Regions from separate parts of the Drosophila melanogaster genome. Here region 1 is linked to region 2. Evidence: chromatin contacts called from public HiChIP or PLAC-seq data. All regions are on one chromosome and are shown on one strand. Each heading gives the region's core, a stretch centred on a gene start, on an enhancer-like site or on the middle of the called end of the contact. The rest is flanking DNA. Distances are from core to core; before and after follow the strand shown. Region 1 holds the start of Rab35 (Rab35,). Region 2 overlaps Dop2R (Dopamine 2-like receptor).

Region 1 (4,408 bases), core at 795-3,294, 140 kb before region 2:
GAGCAAACAAGCCCAACTAACCAGTACTTGTATTCCGCAGAGACGCTTCCTGGGAGACCGAGCCGGACGCCTTTGCTGGGCAGTACCGCCGCGATGTCAATTGTACGGCCGCGTTGTGCGTTGCGGTCTCTGGTCGCGCCGACACTTCCGCCATGCTGCTGTACTGCACCTCATGTGGCGCCAATCCGTCACATTACCTTTGCACGTTGAAGACTCTCCAAAACTACGTCTGCAAGGTTTGCTCAGCCGTCAGCCCGGAGGCAGTGCCCGTTGCCGAATCGGACTCGGATGACGCCGGCTCAATGGACGACTCGGCCGAAGCCCCACGTCCAGGTCACCTAAATGGTGATCAGATTCAAGAGAAGCTATCACCCTCCCATTGGGATGATTTCGGCTCCTCCGACGATGATGCCGTCTTTCAGCGTGCGTTCGATACCAAAGTGCAGAGTCGCGTGGTGACCCTCTCCGATGATCAACCATCTACTTCTGCGGGGGCACGCGCTTTAGCCGATCGTGGAACTCGCACATTTGAATCACAGGGAACGCAAACAACATTTCTCTCAAGTGTAGTAACCTCGTTTCGCTCTGCTACTGCAACTGCGACATCATCCACATCCACATCCACATCCACATCCGCATCGACACTTGATAACCAAGAAAACACTGAGCCGTCCACATCGAATGGACGTCGTCCCTGGCGCCCTAGATACGTCTCGCCGCCTAGACACGTGTCGGATAGCGATGACGATAGTGATGAATATGATAGTGATGAATATGAGTCGAAGAGGCGCCAACTTACGCCCACTGCCGCTGCGCCGTCGAATGGCAGGCGTCTGTTGGGCTCCATCTCGCCGGAGCCGAGCACTCCTGCTCCACGTGTCTTACGTCGCCGCACTTTGGCCAACAGGCCTTCCTCACTCGCCAACATGGATATATCCTGTGTGGCCAATAGGACCCGCCACCGCTTGTCCAACCACATGGCCAGCCGCAAGGATTAGGAGAACAGATGACATTACAATAGATCACACTCGCACAAATCCATGTACACGGCAAGATCAATATGGATATATCCTGAGTGGGCAGGATACCCGCAGGGACTAGGAGAACAGATGACAACATCACGATACATAACACTTGCACATTCCATTAACCATCACATCGACTAGGTTGTGGACCAAATGCGTGCGTTTGGTTCGCACCCGTTATTCTCTATTTTCCGCCTTTTGTACATATAAAATTCCATTAAAATCCTGTTCTCCTAGCGGTATTCGCTAATAAGATGCATTTACCATTTATTTGCTTTGTTAAGTAAGCTAAGTAAGTGCTCCTTTCCACACGTATAAATAACTTGTATACATATTTACTTTAAGTAGCTGTAGACATTATTTTCCCCATCTGACTTTCTTTTCAGCAGCTCGCAGTGCCTACATTATTTCAATTACTCTAAGCATTACATTTTTTTGACTAGCGATCTAAGAATCCCTGAATCCAGTATCTGTATCAAGAATCCCAGTATCTGAACGCTAAAATGAAATAAATAAAATTAAAATATTTGAAAAATAAGTTAGAATGATTTTATTTGGATGTTGAAAAAACTTCTCAAAAGTTGTAAACTACGAATACTCACTTTCATTAAGAGTATAGCGTTTTGCTTCTAGTTAATACCCGCTACAAATCGGTATGAAAGTATATAATATTTAGTTTTTTTTTTGGTATTAATATAATATGGGCTTTATAAGTGATTATTTGAAGATTTTTTAAAAATCGCGCCATTCATAATAAATAAGTGCTGGATATGGCCAAAAGTTTATGCACAGGTGGCAACGTTAGCAACCCGCTAAACGGCAACACTTGCGATAATGTTCTCTAAATATATCGATACATATTGATATTAAAAAAAATTGCCAGTATTAATTTATTAAACTAATTTAATTTTTTGAGTGGGCACATTGCATATTTAGTTACAGAAAAATTCGACTTTATGCTCCGGCTAAATGAATCGATGTTTGTGGGGTACTATCTATCCTAAACTATCGATAGCATAAACATCGCATTTGGTTCCGTCTCTAGTGTGGGTGCGTTAGCAATAGTTTATCCAGAATATGAATTAACCAGAATTAATCCGCAACGCCGACGCCCACAAATTCCCACAAATCGTCGTCCTTTCAGCGCTGCAAGAGCAACCCGGAAGCTGGAAAGTTCGAGACCGCCGAGAAGCCCAATATAAATTCAACAGTCAGCCAGAGCTTCACTCCTGTGTGTGTGTGCGTGCGTGCGTATGTGTTCGTGTGTTGTGTCTGTGCTACAGTGTTGGAGAGAGCGAGACGCACGATTGCGAGGGAGTCGAGCTTTGCGAAAATTTGCCAGCCTATATTGAAATATTTTCGGCACCAAATCGCCGTCTTATCCGCCAGCAAGCCATTGGATCTGATGGAAATGAGCCTGCCGCTCGATTTCTCTTCGCAAATCCGCTGTTAAAGCAAAAGCAACAATTGTACCAGTGGAGCCAAAAAAAGAGAAACACACCTACCTAATCAAAGGAAATTAAATAACAAGGCGGCGGCAACAACACTTACATAAATTAACTCGCAACGCAACAACACTAATAACTATAGCTTATCACACAGCAACAAAAACATCAGCAACAGCAGCAAAAACAACAACAACAACAGACCAGCAGCCAGAAAGAACAACAGCTTATCTCAGATATTCAGCCGGCTGCACCAGTGCGAGCGAGAGGGTCGTAGCTTGGGGCGAAAGAGAGGGCGCTTCCGAGAGAGTGCGAAAGAGAGAGAGAGAGAGAGTAAGCGCAGGGAGTGTGCTCCTGTGTGTGTGAGTGTGGGAGCAGGCAGCAGAAAAAAAGAAAACAAAAGTATATTTTGCATTGTTCGACGCGCCTAACTGTAAATATAAAAGCACTTGCAAAAACAAGGAAAAACACAGAAAAACAGCGAAAAAACGTCGAAAAATGGCACGCGGCTTCGATCATCTATTCAAGTTGCTAATAATCGGCGATAGCGGTGAGTTTCCCAGGCATTCCCGTTTCCCACAGACCAGGTGCTTAAAAATAGCATCGAGTTGAAAATAGCAGGTGTAAATTGCAATTTGTCCCCGTTTCCTGGCCAAAAACGCAGTTGTCTCCACCTCCCTTTCGCATTACTGCATCTGATTACCATTAATGTATGTTACATTTAAAATGCTAACGCCAACATGGCGTATGAGTAATGTTGTTTTCAGTTTCCATAATACTTTCAACATTCGTCAGCTTCTTGTTTCTATACTCAATGTTTTTGGCATACTCAACATGTGTTAGGTTGTACTAATTTTATATATTTAATCATAAATGCAAAAGCACTTTATATCAGTCCTGTCCTCCTCCTAACGTAGCTATCTACATATTCATTTGGGCGTATTTCGAGAAAGGTGGTCTGGCTCGGGCAAAACCAGGCTCATGACTAATGGTGACGCACTGGCAGGATATACAGCTTGATATGCGAGCAGACCAGCTGCGGCGGTAACCGGAGCAGGAGAACACTCCCCGCTCCACAGCAATGTCATATGCCGAATGGGCTTACTTGTGTGTAGTAACGATATCACATTTTTGTAATACGAATCCCATTCCATCTTTCCATCTGATCCCCTGCAGGCGTGGGCAAGTCGTCGCTGCTCATCCGGTTCTCGGACGACACATTCTCAGGCAGTTACATCACCACCATCGGCGTGGACTTTAAGATCCGCACCGTGGACATCGAGGGCATGCGCGTAAAGCTGCAGATCTGGGACACGGCCGGGCAGGAGCGCTTCCGGACAATCACCAGCACCTACTACCGCGGCACCCACGGCGTCATTGTCGTCTACGACGTCACGAACGGCGAATCCTTTGCGAACGTCCGCCGCTGGCTGGAGGAGATCCAGAATAACTGCGATGTGGTTAAAAAAGTATTAGGTGAGCCTATATCGTATTACGCACAGAATTGGTTGACCCGTACTGAGAAGTAGTTGTTGGCTATGCCAAGCGGAGCTTAATTAGTAGACAACTTACATTATCGATATAGACTCATGTTTCGATTCCTCAACAGTGGGCAACAAGAACGACGATCCGGACAGGAAGGTGGTCATTACCGAAGACGCGCAGCGGTTTGCGAAACAAATGGACATCGAGCTATTCGAGACATCTGCCAAAGACAACATAAACGTGGAGAACATGTTCTTGTCGATTACGCGACAGGTGCTCGATCACAAGCTGCGCACCTCCCCCAACGAGCAGCAGAAGGACACGCTCCATCTGAAGCCCAATCCCAAGGGCAGCAAGGGTGGGAAGTGCTGCAGGTGAAAGCGGCTCCGGCACGGGAGCTGGCATTGCAACTGGACCGACGGCGACGGCGGCGGCGGCGGCGGCGGCGGGACG
Region 2 (4,165 bases), core at 1,253-3,752:
CGTAGAACTTGTTTGTACGGATTGTTATCTAGGCTGCCTCATGTGCAGGCGCACTCACTTGCGAGCTGCTGGGAAAATGTGTATTTCCTTTCGGCCCACGGAGCGTATGAGCGACGTAAAGTGCTCTGAAAACAGCCTTTAATGGCAATTGTCAATCGTTCAGGTCTGCACTGCCCTTGTCCTTGCGCATAGCCCACACTTGATGGGGGCCGTAAAGAGGCAACAGAAATTGCCATAAGTTCATGGCAAAAATAAATAATCTGATTAATGTACGCTCACAATCACAGACTTACGCACACTAACACACACACACACACACACACTGGGCCACTTGAGCCACTTGAAGCGCAGGCCAAAGGAATGGGAGCCACTGCGAAGGGGCCAAAGGACTCGCAGCGAGTTCTGCCAAATGTCTGCCACTGGCTCTCTGGCAGAGTGAAGAGCGGAAAAGTATCTGGCATCCGGATATGCGGCAACGATAACGGTACTTAATCAGCCTTTGACCCAGAAAGAGCCGCTTAGGAAAACGGAGTGGCCTTGCCGATGAAAATGGCACTCGTTGACAGTGATTTCGGCACCAAATTATGCTGATACAGACCTATTTTCCGAAGGACTTTTTGGCCAATTCTTCTTTAAAAAGATATATCTCGATGGCTAGGAAAAATCAGAAAGAGACACCTTTACCTAAAATAGACCTAAAGACTATTGAAGTATTTATTCCGTTCTTGTAACGCTTTAAAAGCCAACATTCCATTAGATAGACATTTCAGCCCCAAAAAGAGGAGCGCCGCTTAAATGGGATAATGCAAGTCGCATTTCACATACGCACTATCTACATAGTTACCACGGTCGGTAAAATGTTTGTGCATGCTGCTGTGGAAAAACCTCTGGCCACTTAAACCACAGTTTTTATTCAAATTGCATAAACATGCGACACGTGTGATTCTCTCGGAAACGTGTTCTACCAAAAACCACACACGTTAGCAACACAAAAGCCAAGAATGCAGTTGGCCCATATGTGTAAACATAGTTCTCAACGCATAAAACCTGGTCATTTTACCAATTTCCATTCTGTTATCCTGTGTAATCATATTTTGTGCGTGGCTAAAAAATTTGAAATACAGTTGCGGCAGTGCCACTGACACGGCCAAGTGTCGTCAACCCCTTTTATTATGCATGCCTTTGATAATTGGATCGAATGGGACTTCGCTTTGAGTTCTGGCCAAAACAACAGGATGCTGGGTGGTCCCGTAGGTGTCGGCGAAAAGTTTTCCGAGCCCTGTAACTTTAAACTCGCCCGCAATGATTTTCGCAATTTTCCGGAATGTGCTGCAGATGGAGGGAGCATTTATGACTACTCCGGCAGCAGCAAAATAAAACTGTAAACAAGCTTGTAGTGGGCGTGGTCCTGCCACTATCCTGCCCACCTGTCCACCTGGAAAACTGGCTACCTGGCTGCCTGGCTGCCTGGCAACCTGGCATCATGGCCACCCGGGGCCAGAAACTGCCAAACTACACAAAAAACTGTTTCCATGTGGCAGGCAATAAAAAGAGTTTTCCGCAACTTGTTCCAGGACAGGCCAGGCAAATAAGGAAGGACCAATGTGAAGTGGAGCCAGAGGAGCAAGAGTTGCAGTAGGAATGAAGCAAATGGGTGGCAATCCGGATGAGGAGTCGAGCTGAGTGGGGGCGTAAAGTTTTTTAATTTTAATGGCCATTTAAAAGGTTGCAGGCAAATGCTTGGCCCGGCTTAAGTGCCGCTCATCGGAGGAGGTGACGTTGGGTCCATTCGGTTCATTACTGGCCCCCGAGTGTAAGGACCTGCATGTCCTGTCATCTGGGATCCTTCACTCATTTGGGCCACTGCCAAGACTCGAAAGCCTTTTCCCTGCACTCCGGCCAGCCACTTGAGGGGAGAGTGCTCCACGACGATGCGGCTAAAATGCCGGCAAGTGGCTAAGCAAACGGACTGCGGCGAAAGCCACCAGTAAACACCCGAAAAATTGAACTTAGGGATGTCAGAGGATAAAAGAAGAAGATGCTGTGAATGCCTTCACATATCGGCAACAAATATCGCACCTAATGCTAGGAAATAGGAAATATATAGAACCATTTATGAAGTGAAAGGGTGCAGCTTAGGTACTGAGTACTCTCAATTCAATCAAAAGAATATCTTATCATATTTGGAAAATTCTTTTAATAATAGCAAAAATTCTTAAGAAAATACCATAAAAAAAAACAAACTTTTTTATTAGAAAAACAAGATTACTTCATCGAGGTAAACAAATAGCTGAAAAACATTTATGGAGCGGCACATAAAGTTGGAGAAATGCTTATGAAGCCATAGCTACTACTATCGCGTCTTAAAAGGATAACGTTTTGCCATGTCCATCCCTAGTTGGTGGCTTTTGCGAATCCTGCAGTCTGCAGTGACCCCCAGTCAGCCTTCTTGGGCTGCAGAAACAATTTGTTGACTAAGCCAACTTGAATGCGCCCGAAAGCAGGCAACGCTTTGTTCTCAGCACTTGGCTGCTGGTTACATGTGTGTGCGGTTGTGTGTGCGCATCGCAGTGTATCCTTATAAATCCTTGTCAGGCAGCGAACCGCACTGAACCGCAGGCCGCACATCAATTCAAATAAATAATCTAACAGCATGAAATCGGCCGAGGGCAGAAACTTTTCAGCTGCTCCGGCGGATGGTGGATGGCGGATACAAGTGGGTGGGCTAAATGGCAGCTATAAAAAGTATGGCCTGCAATCTTCTCCACTTTCACTTCCTCTCTAGGAAGCAGCGACCTCCGACCTCCGACCTCTGACCCTCCCACCCATCTTCCTGTCGCCGGTCCCCGGCGGCTGCCATCTCCGGCACGCATGCGAGTTAAAGCGCGCACTTCCGGCCGGATTGAAGACCACGGACCGCAGATTTCGGTTTCTGGTCGCCTTTTCATTTGGCCGCTCACCCAGCGGTGCCTGAATAATTAACACAGATTTTGATTTGGCCCAAAACCCTGTGGCCCAATGCCAGTGGCACTCCCAATCGGATCCCCCCCCTCCCCCTCCCCATCGAAAGTCCCATTCCAATATGGAAAAAGCCGAGATTCAATCAGCGAACGGATGGATGTCTTCTTTGCCGGCTGGCGAGAGTATTTTATTACCGCTTTCATGCACGATGGCCATATAAATATCCAATAACCAAGGCGAAAATATGCCGCCAAGGGGCTGGAAAAGTCATCTTAAAACAGAATTTCCCTCGACGCTAATGACAACTAATTTGTTGCAACAACAAACATGAAAAGGCAAAGGAGGCAGCGAACGCACACCCGTATGTGCACATAGCCCATATATATGTATATATATACACATATACATACATATATAAATGTATATATGTATATAGAATATATACGACACATAATGTGTACAAGTATGGAGCTACTTGGTCTTCGGGGGCAAGTCCGAGGCTATTAAAAATGGCGCACAAAAACGCTAAAATTGTTGCGACATTGCCAAGCGAAAGAGACGGCAACACAGGAAGTGAGAGAGATAGGAACGTAAGCGTAAGCACATACGCATACATGTACACGTATACCCGGGCAGACAATAAACTTAATAAATAAGTCAATTAATTGCCCTGAGCTTCTCATGGGGCCCAGAAACGAGCCAGAAGCAACAGCATCAAGTGCCTGCCACTTGGCTAAAAGCCCGTGCCTCCCACTCTCGCCCAATTTCGCCCACATTCACCCACATTCATCCGCTTCTCCCACAGTGTATTCGCGGCTATGTGTGTGTGCGTGTCTATTACGGCAGCCAGTTCAATTAACATTGTCTGGCTGCGTGGCATAAGAAAATGTACGCGAAACTCGTTTAATAGTCGCCAGCTCCTTGGCTTTGACACTGTCGAGGTTACGCTAACTTTATTACCAGCGCTGCAAAATAATCTATGGCTGCTGCGATACACTGAAAGAAATGAGTGTCAGTGTCAGGTATTGAAATTTAGATCTAAATGAGTCGTATGATTCAATAGCCACATTTCATATCCTTTCCTTCTTTCTTTCTCGAAAAGTGAAAAGCATTGTTAAAGTTCTCTGATAAATAAATGAATATTTAAAATCATTCCCACAGTTACAAAAGGAAGAACGTATATTTGTCGATTCAGTAAGTAAGT

Evidence for each region. HiChIP or PLAC-seq counts read pairs in DNA pulled down with a chosen protein or histone mark.
Region 1: a contact with region 2 is called in an H3K27ac HiChIP or PLAC-seq map of the Kc167 cell line, with 5 times the contacts expected there. The contact joins the promoter of Rab35 here to the enhancer-like site in region 2. A contact is called at or near these places in 19 of 107 Hi-C or Micro-C datasets (the Kc167 cell line, the ML-DmBG3-c2 cell line, the PNm cell line and 5 more) and 1 of 6 datasets of contacts at active chromatin or transcription factors (the Kc167 cell line).

Annotation. Positions count from the first base shown.
Region 1 is chrX:20,157,508-20,161,915 of dm6, reverse strand. Rab35 (Rab35,) reads left to right here and starts at 2,044. Exons shown (of 3, transcript NM_001272810.1): 1 at 2,044-3,020; 2 at 3,647-3,946; 3 at 4,080-4,408. The coding sequence starts at 2,969. The coding sequence ends at 4,333. Phf7 (PHD finger protein 7) reads left to right here. Exons shown (of 4, transcript NM_001272812.1): 4 at 41-1,561. The coding sequence ends at 998.
Region 2 is chrX:20,018,413-20,022,577 of dm6, reverse strand. The region is part of intron 3 of Dop2R (Dopamine 2-like receptor); the gene reads left to right. Among named protein-coding and RNA genes, the nearest start is that of tRNA:Pro-CGG-1-1, 4.6 kb to the left of the region's middle. Within about 2 kb of position 2,502, at least 3 of the 39 cell types and tissues checked have an H3K27ac peak or open chromatin away from gene starts, as enhancers often do. A contact at or near this core is called in the Kc167 cell line, where this site is marked.